Regions from separate parts of the Mus musculus genome. Here region 2 is linked to region 1. Evidence: chromatin contacts called from public HiChIP or PLAC-seq data. All regions are on one chromosome and are shown on one strand. Each heading gives the region's core, a stretch centred on a gene start, on an enhancer-like site or on the middle of the called end of the contact. The rest is flanking DNA. Distances are from core to core; before and after follow the strand shown.

The links. HiChIP or PLAC-seq counts read pairs in DNA pulled down with a chosen protein or histone mark.
Region 2: an H3K27ac HiChIP or PLAC-seq map of microglia shows a contact between it and region 1, with 4 times the contacts expected there. The contact joins two enhancer-like sites. A contact is called at or near these places in 1 of 484 Hi-C or Micro-C datasets (uterus) and 1 of 115 datasets of contacts at active chromatin or transcription factors (microglia).

What each region holds. Positions count from the first base shown.
Region 1 is chr6:97,289,453-97,297,169 of GRCm38.p6, reverse strand. Frmd4b (FERM domain containing 4B) reads left to right here. Exons shown (of 23, transcript NM_001346637.1): 21 at 783-1,594; 22 at 4,675-4,807. Among named protein-coding and RNA genes, the nearest start is that of Gm32191, 40 kb to the right of the region's middle. Within about 2 kb of position 2,974, at least 90 of the 459 cell types and tissues checked have an H3K27ac peak or open chromatin away from gene starts, as enhancers often do. A contact at or near this core is called in microglia and uterus, where this site is marked.
Region 2 is chr6:97,818,213-97,825,929 of GRCm38.p6, reverse strand. The region is part of intron 1 of Mitf (melanogenesis associated transcription factor); the gene reads right to left. Among named protein-coding and RNA genes, the nearest start is that of Mitf, 15 kb to the right of the region's middle. Within about 2 kb of position 5,144, at least 99 of the 459 cell types and tissues checked have an H3K27ac peak or open chromatin away from gene starts, as enhancers often do. A contact at or near this core is called in microglia and uterus, where this site is marked.

The DNA of each region.
Region 1 (7,717 bases), core at 1,725-4,224:
TCTGCCCTAACTCTTACAGCTGACAGCTATGTGTGGCTCAACACAGGTATTCCTGCCTTAGGCCCAGGCTCCACTCCACCTTGCCTCCTTCTCTTCTATTCTTACGTGACTGAATGCTATGTGAAGAGAGAAGCCTCCAAAGACCTGTTGGAGAGCAGCTTCCAGCTTTAATGCAGTCTACACATCATCCTAGATATCTTCTCTAGCCTCAAGAAAGGATTTGGCTTGCATAATAACAGGACCCGGTTCTTCCCTAGTTCTGTGGTGATGAGCTTATGAGTGAACCAGTGCATGGTGTGAACAGGTGGACTCTATTATGAAACCTGCAAAGCCCTATTGAATTTAGAGGTTATGAATCTATTCAACACGTTCTTTTCTCTGTCTTGCTATGCTCCTATATGTGCGCATGTGTGTGGGGGTGTTTGTATACTTGACTTGTATGTGTATGTGGAGACCAGAGGTCAACATGGGGTGCCTTCCTCAAGCAACTCTCTGCCTTATTTGTTAAGATAAGGTCTCCCGTTGAACCTGGAGTTCACCAATTTGCCTAAACTGGCTGGCTAGCAAGCTTCAGTGATCTGCCTGTCACCACCTCCCTAGGGTCCATTACAGGCACCCTGCCTGGCTTTTTAACGTGAGTTCTTCTGTATTGAACTCAAGTTTCCATGCTCGCCCCTTGCACACCCCATGATGGAGCCATGCCCCCAGCCCTCAGCCTAGTGTCCTTTTCTCTCCCTCGGACCCTTCTTGTGCTGTATTCATCTTCCCTTCTCTCCTTTCAGACCTGACTCCTCATCTCAACACTGCCGCCAGCGGAGCGGAAGCCTGGAGTCCCAGTCCCACCTGCTCTCCGAGATGGACAGTGACAAGCCATTTTTCACCCTCTCCAAATCCCAAAGAAGCAGCAGCACGGAGATCCTTGACGACGGGTCTTCGTATACCAGCCAGTCAAGCTCCGAGTATTACTGTGTGACGCCTGCTGCCAGCCCTTACTACACCACCCAGACCCTAGACACCCGTGCCAGGGGGAGAAGAAGGTCCAAGAAACACAGTGTTTCTACTTCCAATTCAGGAAGCATGCCCAACCTAGCACAAAAGGATCCTTTGAGGAACGGTGTCTACTCCAAAGGTCAGGACCCACCTCCTTCCGGTTACTATATCGCTGGATATCCACCGTATGCAGAGTGTGACCTGTATTACAGTGGTGGCTACGTCTACGAGAATGACACTGAGGGACAGTACAGTGTCAATCCTTCTTACCGATCCTCAGCTCACTATGGATATGACCGCCAGAGGGACTACAGCAGGTCTTTCCATGAAGATGAAGTAGACCGCGTGCCACATAACCCATACGCAACTCTCCGGCTGCCAAGGAAGGCGGCCGTGAAATCTGAGCACATCACCAAAAACATCCACAAGGCCTTAGTTGCTGAGCACCTGCGTGGCTGGTACCAGAGGGCTTCTGGACAAAAGGATCAGGGGCACAGCCCACAGACGAGCTTTGACTCAGACAGGGGATCGCAGAGGTGCCTGGGATTTGCAGGGCTGCAGGTCCCCTGTTCTCCAAGCAGTCGAGCATCTTCCTACTCTTCAGGTAAGACTGCTGGGGGAAGCACATCACTCCAGGGGCCACCATGTATCCCAACCCATCCCAAACCACTCCTGTCCAGGGTCATAAATTGGTCCCCGAGGTCATTCAGAGTGGTGGTCATTAAGTGGACCCGTAATAAGAACTGCCAACTTGAACAGCTTTCAGAGAGCATTAGAGCCTGATGAAGCCATTTGTAGATCTGAGCCGGGCAAACACAGGATGAGGGCCCAGTCTGTGTGTTGTCCTGGCTTGGTGCTTGCTCCAGCTTTGTGCTATCTTCACCTCATATTGATAGCCACATCTCTTAAAAGTATTCTCATCACTGGAGTTTGATGTTTTGAAAGAATAAAGAGACACATAAAGTCAGCAGAAGGCATTAAGTAAGGATCACACATCCCTTCCCACTGGCCAAGATGTCATAAATCTAAAGATCGAATATTCCTGCACCTGCCTGCGTAACGCCTACAGTCATTCCGATAGAACTGGTATTTGTCAAGTATTTTTCTACATACTTTGCTTATCTTATCTCAGTCTATACTGTTCTCAACTGAATTGCTAATGTAAGGAATTTGGGAGGCTGGGGTCATAGCTCAATGTTTGCCTGGGGTTCTTGAAAACCTGATTCCATGCCCACCGTCATTACTGAAAACTCCAGGAATTTTGGTAGCTAATTTTGATCATCAAAAGCATTCTCTTTCTAACCCTGAAATGGGGAGCTGGCTACTCCCTCTGCTCCCATTTGCAGAGTACCTGCTGCACACCCTAACCTGTTCTGAGTAATTTGGAGAAATAGGAGCTGAGGACTGGTCTGCCCAGCATAGTGCTAGGTCAGTATTGAAGGACCTCAAGGTCCTTTGAAGGGTGTCATCAGCAACTAAAGGAATGTATGAGTTGAAGAAATGCATGAATGCTTAAACTACACAAAAACCTGGGTCCTAGGTGGGAATTTCCAAGCCTGTGGAACAGTCAGAGTGAGCTGTTCCTTTGTGATTCATAAGATTGTTGACAAGAGACATTGCCATGGAGAGTACTGCTTGGGTTCTATTTTATTACTATTTCTGCGACCTGGACTTCCGGGATTATCCCACCTATGACCACATCTAACACAGGAAGAGGTGTCTATCACTGTTTCTTGTGGTTTATGGCTCTGATGTAGAGGACACCTATCCTGCTCAGAGGACCTCCTGAACTTCCTCAAAGCTCAGGGTGAAGCATGGAAGGCTTTCACGGGTCACATCTGGAGAGAGTTCCCCAAGAATGAGAGCAAACAGGGGTCTGGAAATTCTTGTGGATGGCTTTTGGTGCGCACGCAGGGCTGGGGAAACACCCACAGGAAACCAGGTGTGAGTCAAAACCCTTGAGTGTCTTGGCTGTTGGTTTTGTATCTAGGGCAAGGGTGAAAACGGAGTTACTGCTTCCTGGTTCAGACCTGGTATCAGTTCTGCTGACTGCACCACCAAGAGCATTCCTCCTTACCCCATCCCCCACCCCCTTGACGTTTTTTAAATAGGATCTTACAGTGCATCCAGGGTTGACCTCAAACTCATGAGTCCTCTCCCATGCCTGCCCTACCACACCTGGCTAAGAGCATCTTTTAGAAAGAATTAAGTGGATGAAATCAAGGCTCCCGGAAATCCCTTCTGGAATGTTCCTGCCCCTACTTTATAGCTTTGGAGATGTATTTCTACAGGCTCCGATCATTCACACGGAGAGCTACATTTCCTGTTTCTGGTTAGTCAGACTCTGCACCACCTGAAGGCTTCGTCATGACTCAGTTTCAGGAGTGATCATAGCCACCTTTTCTTGGCAGCTCTGTGTCAGGGTGCCCTTTTAATGGGAGCAGCAGGGCTGTAGGGCGAGAGCTGTGTGTTATGATTCTTATTTTACAGTTAAGGTGACTCTCTCTGGTTTAGATAGAGTTTGAATGACTGCCAGTCCCGTAGGCTGGCAGGTGACAAAGTAGGGCTTCCATCCCAGGGCTAACAGTATGACCCCCGCAGGCTTCAGAGCCCTTCCCTCGGTGCTCAGTCTTGGAAACCCTCCGTGAGCATCCTACATCTGTTAGTGTAAATCAAGTGGCATTGTGGCCAAAGACGCATTGTGAAGTTTGTCAGTGGCAAATGCAAGTGGCTTGTGGGTGTGGAAAGAGGTCAGTGGACAGAACGTGAGGAACAGGAAGAACAGTGAGCAGGGCTGTCTGTGAGGCTTAGACACACACAGAGCTGCCGAGTCACCTGTGCAGCCCAGGCATGGGGCAGGACTGGTTCCACAAAGAGAAGAGCAGAAACCCAGTGATAACCAGTGACACCCAGTAACATTCCTTCAATCAGGCTCTGCTTCCAAATTGTACCCTTGTCATCTCCTGGATCCACCCTTCTGCAAAGCTAGCCTCTTCCACCTCCTGCTAGCTTCACCCTCCACTTTTCAGTCAACAATAGAAAACGCCCTGCCTTACCAGTGGCCAGTGTTGCCTTCAGCAGTCAAGTCTTGACAAGTGACCTGGCTGAAGGCTTTTCCTCCACATTCCTCTCGACGGATTCTCAAGTACCATCTGGTCGGATCTGAAGCCCAGGTGGCAAGGTTCTCTCCCTTTGAGAATCCACTCCCTTTTCCTTCTGGGCTACTTCAAAACGGGTGTTCTTGAAAATAATTCTGTCTTCCCTTTGGACTAACTCCTGTTAATAGTAATACTTACCATGTTGCGAGCCTTTATTCTGCACTAGGCTAACTATGTTCATCATAACCTTCAGTCCTGGTGCTGTCACCACAGAAAATGTACTTACCCTCTCCACAATAAGAAAACTGAAGCTTCAAAAGGAGGAGCTATTTGCCCAAGTCACTCAGCCGGCTATTAACCCAGAAAATTGAACTGATTATCAATTCTGGCTCAGATAGGGGTTTCTCGTTCTCAGAGGTAGAACAGAGGCAAGGCCTGGACCCACCCCCTCAGCAGTGGCAAACACAAAACTAAACCCAGGCTTCCATCTCTCTGCTCTGCACATACCGGAGTGTGAAGCAACCTGAACAGATTTAGCTTGGAATAGTTCAACTAACGTTCTCTCTCTTTCTGTTCTCATTTCTAGTGTCTTCCACAAATGCTTCTGGGAACTGGAGGACCCAGTTAACCATTGGGCTATCTGAATATGAAAATCCAGTGCATTCTCCCTACACCAGCTACTATGGCAGCATCTACAATCCCTTGTCCTCTCCGAGCAGGTGAGAAAGTGTTGGCCAGGTTCTCGGAGCCTGGTCCTCTTTGAAGGACGTGTGGCTCCTACACTGCAGCCTGGTGGTGAAGAGGCATAAAGTGGGATTTGGTAAACAAGAGCCTACAGGCCCAACCCAACTACCACCATATTCAGTAAATAGTGTTACACTGGAAAGTGGCTATGCTCATTACTCTACCTGTAAGCTGTGTGTGTGTGTTCACACTCTGAGGACAAAGATAAATGGCTGTGACAAATAAGACATGGCTAGCAAAGCCAAAAATACTTTTGACTTCTAAAGTTTCCTGAGCTCCATGTAGCTCACCCAAATTCAGCTCTATCTCTTACAGCTGTACACTTTAAAGTCATAGTCTCAAAGCCGGGCTGCTCCTTCTGGTCTATTTTAAGGGTGTGCTTAAAACTGTATTGTGGATAATGTCCATTTAAGTCTTTTCTGGGAAAGAGAAAACCTACACACACACACACACACACACACACACAAAACCAATCTCTGTCCTCCAGTCAAGCTCTTTGTATCAAAGTCCAGCTAACAGTTGTTGAGTTGGATTTCGCCACTTGCTGTGTTTTGTGATCACTAAGACACGGTGGACACAGCCAGCTGTCCTGTTTGTCTTCTGATGTAGCTCCTTGTAAACAGCGAAGGGAACACACGGGCACAGTGCTTGACAGTGCGACTTTAAAGAAACGTGACTTCTTCCGATGAGCACGTGACTCCCCTGGCATAGATGCTAGGCAGGTGGATGGAGCAAATGGTCGTCGTATCATCTCGGGCCTGTTAAAAGGAACTCTTCGGAGGAGGAGAAGTTAGCTTCACTCCTTCCTCTTATCTCTGCCGCCCTCACCCAGAGTGCTGTGAAGACACGCATTTTCTGGGTTTTTAAAAACTTGCTCTTGCTGTAGAGACTGCAGTCTGTACAGTGTCTGTGCTATTGAACTGGGCAGGTCGGCAGCACCCCACGGAGGCAGCTGGTGTTCCGAGCTAATTGGAAGTATTCACTCCTCCCGTCCTTGTTTTTCTTCCCCACATTCCATGGCGTTTTTCTTGGCTTGAAATATTAAGCCAATTGTCTCAACCCAACAAAGGGTGTGCTCAAAATAGACTTTTGGTGAAACTGTACTTCACAGGGCGTCAGCGGGCTGGGACTTGTATAAATAATGCTTAAAAATGAGTTTGCAGCAGGATCCAAAATTCATGGCCCCAAGTCTGATCTGAACCCTTTCAACACAGCTAATATATTTGCAGATATTTTCCGTAATTGGACAATGTTTCCCTCCGTTCTGCAGAGTCAGTGCACAAGTGGTTCCGATATCTTTTAACACTGCGTTCATTGAATCCAGGAACTGCTAAACATTCTGAGAAGAAAACTTTTTTTTTTTTTACCAAGTCTGCTTATGTATTTCAGTAAGACCAAGATGACTGAATAGAGGAGCTGTGTCAAAGGGGACATAGTGTGCAGGAAATTGGAAGCTATTTAAAGCTCCATTGTGGTGTGGGTGGGTGTTCACACTCACAGGCCCTCATTGTGGAGAACATAAGGGAAATAATAAAGAACTAGAAAGATAACAATGGAGCTGTAATCTCACCAACCAGAGACAGGAATACTAACATTTGACACATTTCTCCATTTCTCTCTGTCCATTCTAACATGATCATAATGATATAGTAAATACAGTTTTGCATCTTATATTATGTATAAAATTATACATCTCATTCTCAAAATTTTGATATCATATAAATACATTCCTATGTAGTTAAACTTTTTTGGGTGGTTTGGATTTTTTTTTCAAGACGTGGTTTCTCTGTGTAGCCCTGGCTGCCCTGAAACTTAATTTGTAGACCAGGCTGGTCTTGAATTCAGAGATCCACCTGTCTCTGTCTCCTGAGTGCTGGGATTAAAAGCAAGCCCACCGCCTAGCTAAAAGTGTGTTTTGTAAGTTCCTGCTTTTCAGATGAATGACAACATTTATGGCACAGAAATAATAGAAGCACATATTTCAACCTGCCCTATGTAGGATTTAAAAAAAAACAAAACTATGATACAATCTGATTTTTTAATTTAATTCAATTTAATAAACCAAACACAACAATAACCATTCATAAAGTTTCATAAATTTGCCTTAAGACTACATGATGCATTTTTAAATGTAAACATGTTTTTAAAGCTGCTGTGGTGGTTCATGCTCTTGAGAAGCTAAGGCAGGAGGATTGCTGCAAATTTGTGGTCAACCTAAGCTACATAATAAGATTAAAATCAGTGAAACCCTGTCTCAATAACCATAGCAAAAGGCATGATTTCTAAATCAGAGACAGAATACATCTTGTGAAAATCTTGTAATGAACACCATCTTTTACAATTAACATATTCGTTATGCTGATAACGGGGAGAGACAAAATAAATTTCATAACGTACAAGAGTAACTCTAGATTGTCCACACAATTGTCTTAAAATGCTCAGCAACATATGAATGGGTTGTTCTTGTTGTTTTTTTTTTTTTTTTAAATAAGCTCGGTTATTTACAGAAAGCTAGGAGTTTTTATTGGCAATTTTTCCCCAGTATGGTTTGGTAAAGTTGGTATCAGTGAACTCCCAGAAGCAGACGAATCTCTGCTCAACTGCTACAGTTTCCAGACGAACTTGTTTTCTTTCACTTCCTGTCTTCCTCTCCCTTTCCTGTTCCTATCTAACGTCCCCCATCACTAGGCACACTCACAACCGAGGCCCTCTGTCGCAGAGGATGGCTGTGTCTCCAGAAGTGAGATCAGTATTAAGCTCGGCCTTGCTCAGTGTAGCCAGCCGTAGTAAGTACTCTGCCCATCGCTTCTTTCTCTACAGCAGGACTTTCACCTGCCCTGGCTGCTGTGTGAGGTTGTGAAATCTGACTTGGCTTTGACATTTCC
Region 2 (7,717 bases), core at 3,895-6,394, 530 kb before region 1:
CTTCTTCACTCCAAGACTAAGGTGTACACACCACACACACACACACACACACACACACACACACACACACACACACACACACACACTTTGAATAGTATTATAGTACCCAAACATACAAGAAAAGACAAGACAAACTACAACCCAAGACTCCAGCCACAAAAAGGGCTGGCTTTAAGAACACTAGACAAGGCTGCTGTTGGTAGGCTTTTGTGTTTTCTTGTTGTTAGTAAATTGTGCAGCTGAAACCAATTCCTCTCTGCCTTCTAGTAGAAGAATCCGCAGCACCTCTAACAAGTACTCAGCTAACGTTTACAACAACGACAGCTGATAACTAGAATATGCTCAAGGAAATCAAAATCCCCACCTGCAAGCTCCTGAGCGAGCTGGGCCTGGATACTTCAGCTCTATCTTCACCAGCGTTTAGAAGGCTCCACCTGTTTCCTCCTGAACTCTTCAGTAAAGAACTCAGAGCTTCTCTGCCTCCCCTGACACCCAGGACTTGACTCTCATATCCCAACTTCCTAAACAAAGAACAAGGGGTCAAAGGTACCATATCCGAACAGAGAAGCCCAGAGAACAGTCACAATATGGCAGTGACGAGCATGTTTAGAGCAGTCAAACGGACAAAATGGAAAACTGAGTTCCTTCATCTGAGCTGCAAGAAGAGCATTTTTAGCAAAGTCAATTTTCATTATTCATGGGTTCCCCATTTTCAAATTCAGTCGGTAATTAAAATCTATAATCACAAATATCAACATCTGCTGCTTTCTTGTAGGTATAGACATGAGTAGAATAGCAAAAGATCCAAGCAGCCCAATGTACCCATTCCCCACTGAGGTCATATGAGATTAGGACCTGCTTAGCTCTTTCCGTGCTCATAGGCCACTGCAGATAAGCATCCCTTCACAGTCTGTCAGTGCGTTTGTGCTTTTGTGATGGCGACCCCACTACTTGAACTCCAGGCAAGGTGCTGAGGCTGAGCCACTGCCTTTCTCATTCATAAGTCAATAATATCCATAAACTATGGTGACTTTAAATAGAAACACATAAAAACAGAGCTATGCATTGATTAGTTAACAAAAAATTTGGGACCAGATGCTCTCGGGAAACTACCTCATTATTGTCCCAGGAATGATTCCCAGGAATATTCACAAATTTGATGTTTTTAGTGATTTTATTGAACATGACCACTAAACTAAGGAGTGCTGGTTATAGTTTACTGCCTCTCTTAGCACCAACAGCAACAGCAATTCTGTCTACTCATTTACTGTACTGAGGACTGAAAGCACTTTCACTGCTGGCCCAAGAAGGAAATTCTATTGTTACTCTTTATTATACAGGAGAGAAATTTAGGCTCAGAAATATCTAACAAGGAGGATAGCTAATGGTAAAGTCTGAAGCTATTTCCTCCTATTTCCCAGAAGAGCCCTTTGAACACACCAAAAGGGTGTTATCCAATCCTTGTTCAAGGTTTTCTTGTAGTTTTAGCTTTGAAAACAAGATTCTTGCATATTCCAGGTTATACCTTGACCTTCAGATCCTCCAGCCTCTACCTCTGAAGAACTGGGATTGACGATGTATGCTGCACAGCTGGTTTTAGCTGGTGCTGGGGCTAGAACCCAATGTTGTGTATGATACATACTAAGCACACACTCTAGCAACTAAACTACATCCCCAACACATTTTGGTTATGTTTTTATTTTTAAAAGACCTGGTGACCACTCAGTGTCCTAGGCACTTGACATGCCCAAAAGTCTAACAAATTCTCTGTTCTCCTGGGGGCTCAGTGACAGACAGACAGACAGACAGACAGAGACAGACAGAGAGAAAGACAGAGAGAGACAGAAAGACAGACAGAGAGACAGAGAGAGGAAAAGAAGAGAAAAGAAAATGTTACCACTGGCCTATTTATAAATACAAGGAGCTTAATTATTTTTAAAATAAGGCTTTCATGTACAGTGGCTTGCCCTTAGTACAAGAAAGATGCCCTCAGTGAATACCATTTGAAGTGATTTTATTTCTAGAGTAGATGGTATAACCACCAAGCAGGCTCATTTCTTCTACAAAGACCTCCTCCAATCCTTGATTGAATCATCAGCCAGCAAGCCACTTATCCATTGGCCAAATACACCAGTTTTCACCCAGGCTTGCTCATCATTTCCTTATGCACAGTGGGTTCAATAATTGGGAAATATACCCTCACCTAGAAGAGCAAAGTAAATATACCAAGGATGCTACAAATAACTCCAAAGCCAAGACTCGGAAAAATCAGAGCAGCAGGCATATCTCTTAACATCCACCCAGCTAGATGCCAAGTAAAGAAAGAAATCTACCCTGACAATTTCCAGAACAACTTTCCCATCACTTCTGCCTGTTCCTCCCTTCTAACTGTATCCCTAACTCTCCATGTAGTCACCCATCTTCTCCAGGTTCAGGTCCAGGTTCAGAAAACCATCAGACAGTATGGATGGAAACAGCCTTCCTCAGGCTCCAACCTCTCCTGTGCCAAGGACTTCTCCAACCACATTGACTCTAACCACAAAGAACCTGCCTCTGGCTCTGTGCATCTTTGCTCCAACAACATGAAAACAAAAACAAACAAACAAACAAAGACAAAAACAAAAAAAACCAAAAACCTTACATTGCTTATATTCTTATAATACTCAGAATTAAGATGTTTCCCTAAGAAACAAAATTGCACTAGTTGAAATGCCACAGCAAGGCTGCAACTACCCTGAAAGAACACTGGATTTAAGGATGCAGAGCAGGATTCTGATAGAAACTCTGTGTGTGTGTGTGTGTGTGTGTGTGTGTGTGTGTGTGTATGTTTGATAAATCTATTCCTGCTCCTACTTAATAACAGGTAGTTGAGGGAAGAGATGTGAAAGACTCTTCAATTCATTCAGGACTAGGATGGGCTCAAAATCCTGCTGCGCACAGCCATACACATCTGAAGAGTATCCATACAGTCTGTGTGTTTAAACCATAGAAGATCCCGTTGTGACTCAGGTACTCATCGACAGCTCCTGCCGATGAACCTTTCTATGATTTTCCATTTCTTCCATTTTCATGCAATTTTCAGTGTACGGCCCTCAATTTTCACTGCTAAGACATCAGTAGAAGCACAGATAGCCCAGACTGCTGTAGTGGGCAAGGATGGCCAATAACTGGCGCAGGGTAACAGCAGCGGTTATATCTGCCTTACAACCCACTCTTCTGTTCTGTTTTTGCTTGATTTGCTTTGGTTTTCTGAAATAGGGTCTTGCTATGTGGCCCACATGGGCTAGAATGCAAGATTTTCCTGCCTCAACCTCCAGAGTTCTGGGATCATGGATGTGCATCACTGTGCCTGAATCTGTTGTAATCTCTCTCTGGTTGTCATGTTATTATTTCACAAAATCAAGGAGATGAGCATCCTGGTACCTGGGAACATGGCTGGCCACTACCTGATGAAGGCATTTACATGTACCTAGGATGCAATGAAACTGTTCCCCTAAGAAAGATACTTACTACCCAGGTTAACTCCTTTCTATTTTCTAAATACTAGTTATCCACCACTTTCAGAAAGAGCAATTTTGATGGCCAAGAAATGCAATCATACTGGCATAGGACACAGACATTTTAAACTCAGTTTCTAATCTCCTAAGGCATGTAGGAAGATGAAAAGATCCTGATGTTTGGTATGAGGTCTTCTGACTGGTATTGAATAAATATGACTACTATGTAAAAAGATGATGCTGTTAACATGTATGACCAGAGAGCAGAAAGGCAACATGGACAAGACTGGATAGGGACAGTTAGCAATCGCAGGAGCCTGTACAGACAACAGCAGTGCACTGAGCGTCCATGATATTGCACAACTCCAATTAGTGCCTCTTCTTGTGCGTTCTCCACCCAGTCATGCTCTGTAATTATGATGAAAGGAAACATGTTGATAAAGACAAAGACTGCACTGGCGACAAAGGGTAACAACGCCTTGTATGTAAATAGCTCGTGCCAGCCTTAAATATCTCCCTCTGAGGCATCCCACCAGTCCCCACTATTTGACCTGGCTCAACTCTCAATGCTGATTATACAACGTGGAGATTGTATGGGGGCCTTATCTATGGACTTATTTCTCTTCTTGACTGTTCTTGGTTATTCTCTCCTTATTGTGGCGTCAAAACTGAAAATTCATTTCAAATTAAAAACCTAATTGGTGATATGTGTGAAGGGAACCAGGAGGGACTAACAGCCAGGATTTGGCAGACCACTACACTCATATGTTTCTTCACATTTCTATATGTGTATGTGAGAAGGTTCATGTGTGTACAGATACATGTGGGGGGGGGGGTGGAATATGTGTACAAGTGCATGTGGAGGCCAGGCTGTGGTTCCTCGGTTGCCATCCACTTATTCTAGGGTGGAGTGGGGGGGCCTCATTGGCCTGCAGCTTACTAAGCAGACTGAGCCCTCTAGCACGCAAAACCCTGGATCCACCTATCTCTATCTCCTAAGGCTTGGTTATAAACACACACCACCACACCCTACTATTTTACATGGGTCCTGGAGACCAAACTCAGATCCTCACACTTAAGCGGGCAAGCATGTACTGGCTGAACTATGTCCCCAGACCCTACAAATCTGTGAATTCACACAAAAGCTTCATGCTGTGTTGTTGCCAACTCCTTAGCTCCTCTCAGTCCTGCACTGAAGCTGGCGCTCCCCACCCCCACCCCCACCCCGTCGTACCATGCTCAGGGTGCTCAGATAATGGGTGGAAAAAGTGAGATTTAAGTTCAAGTCTACCTTCTCCTAAATTTAGACTTCCTGAAGTGGTGGTGAAAACTCTTCACCATTTTATGGTCAGAGCAGATGAGGGTTCTTTCTCTGGAGAAGTTCATTGGGCAACAACAGCAAAAACACATAATCCAAAACATTTGGGTCTAAGTAGATTAAACCCAGGCACAAGTTGCATTTCTGGTAAATCCTGAGTCTGGAACTTTCTTAGGAACTTAATTTGTCTGACCCAACACTGGCCCTGTCCTTCCTTCTTCATAGCCCCACCCCCACCCACCCACTCCAATCAGAGGAATGAGAAGTGTGCTGAGGCTTAGAACAAAGAGGAAGCAAGCGTCTGCTATGTCAGGGCTGTCTTGTGGCCATAAAAAGGACACTGGCTGAGCCCAGTCATTCCACCTCTCTGTTTTGGAAACTCCCACACTCTACAAACTGTCTGGAATTCATTAGAGATGGGAAAACAGGCCGAAAGTCGTATTTCACGTTTTATTCAGCAGAAGTTTTGTGGAAAACAATTCGGTCATGTGGACGTGCCCCAAACCACCATCACCCTGTTTCTCAACCCAATCTCCCAGTCAAGTGACTTCGGACTGCTTCCAGTTCCACCCTCGCAGAGCTGAGAAGAAACTACCCTCACTTTGAGATTTGAGCCAGTCCTTAGGGGAGTAAAGATAGGTGAATTTCAAGTCACTCAGATAGTCATACTCTTGGGTAGACCTGTCATCCATACCCCTGGACTTTTGTGCCATGTCACCAACAGTTTCCTTTTCTACTTAAACATGATGAATATGAGTGTTCTATCACCTGACAGGGGCCAACTCTGTCATTATACATTATTTATAACCAACATCTTTGCAAGTTTTCTATTTCAAGTTCATTTAGAAAGGTTACCCTCTAGCACCTATTCATGGTTTTCGAAGTGTGGCCTCTACCCCAAGCCCTCACCCGAGCAACAATTAGAAGCTTGTTTAGAAATATGACTTCTCCAACCCTATCCTGGACTACTAGATCAGAAAGTGGGGCGGTGCATCCGAGGTGCCCCTCCCCAAGTGTGGTATACTTCAGTGATGCACACTTATTATAAATCACTGTTCAGGTACATTCCCATAAACCCCATACCTCTATGTTAAATTATTCTTGGATTGCTGTTTCAGAATGAACAATTCCCTGACACAGAATGCCTTCAGTAAAAATTATGGAGTGTTGATATATTGTCAGATCCAAGAAAATCAATGATTATTGATTTAAAAAAAAATCACCTGTTTGTTTGCTTGAGGAAGGAGGGTAATTCTCTCTAGAAAGTTCTCTACCAGAGCTACATGAGTGATATGGCAGTACCCAAGGAAATCTTGGGGTCCACTTAGGGTTCACTAGTCAGCACATCCCTGAAACTAAGGACACGACATTGATCATGAAGTTCAACTCTAAGGGCTGACCATGTGAGAGAGACTGAATGTGGGGAAAGAGATTGTTCATAGGTGAAAAGTGATTGTCCAGTAGAAGAAAGGTGTCAGGGAAGGGATGCTGGCTACCAGGGAAAACTAACTGGAATGATGTCAGGTGTGGGGGACCAAGAGAGACAAAGAGGGGTTTTCAAAGTCAATGAAGCTCCATAGAGTATCACTGAGCCTCCCCTTGCCACGCCCCCACACCCAAAAAAAAAAAAAATCACAGTTTCTGTTAAATTGTGTATTTCGGTGACTTTGCTATGATGACCAAGCAAACCCAATCAGCCATCTCTCATTCACTTCCAACTCAACAAAAGCAAAGCTTCTACCTGTAATCTGCATCACTGGGGCTGCATTCCAAGCTCCTGTCATTCGCCACTTGCTCACCCAGCAGCATTCACCTAGGCAAAACATTATTAGTGGGATGACGAGGGGAAATTACCATGCTAGGATGAATGATGCAAGGTGTGGTTCCAAAAAGTCTGCAGTCTGACTGTCCGGGACACTGCCGTCAGTGGCCAACCTCTCAAATTACTCTCCACGTGTGCTTCCTCACAGCAAATGGGCAGACATGCCTGTCACAAGGAACTGCACCAGCTGCTCATGGCTGTTGGGCTTGCTTCACCTAGGTTATTGTAAGTGCTTACTTTAAAAACAGACTTTTCAAGAGTGCACTGACTGCTGAAGTCACCCTATTCCTTTGCAAGTTAAAGACTCTTAACTGGTCATACTACCAGTCAAGTCATTCATTCAGTCATTCTCAGCCACATGCATAATGGATTGGTTGGTTGCAAAGGGTTCTACTGAGCAATATAATATACTAAATGTGTACAGTGCCAATCTGCAGGCTCAGAAACAACAGGGGAAAGCTGGTACTGGTGTAATTCACTTCATTTCTGCTGGAAAGCTGAGAGATAAAGGTAGCTGAGACTTGACCATGGACATAACCAGGAGTGGCTTTACTAACTTAACTGTAGAGTGCTATCTCTGCTAGTTTGGGAGAGACCTTGTTGATACCTAAAGAACAGTAGGGGTCAAATGTCACCTAGGTCTTCTGTCAGACTTTACCTGGATGGTTTCGGTGCCTGAGTTAAATAAGGAAGTCATGTTTGTGGTTCCCATGTCAACGGTGACTCTAACTGACATTTTATAAGTTCATAGATCACCCCAGCCATTACACCAAATTGATCTTCTCTGCTTTACAGCTTCTTGCAGACAAGCCACACTTTTCCTGATGAAAGTATCCAGTCTGCAAATATAAGCTGTGCGTGTTTTCAATAGGGCAGGAAACCACTTTTTCCAATGCTGTCCTGGATCAGATGGAAAGTGAGGGAATGTGTGTGGATGATTCAGCAAGTGACTCACGTTGGGGAAGGGGCAGGGTAGGGGAAGGCAAAGCCCACACACGTCTTCCTGAAATTGCTCAATGAGCCACAGCTCCTTATAGAAGAACCAGAGTCCATCGGTGCCTTCCCCTAGACCTGAACTCA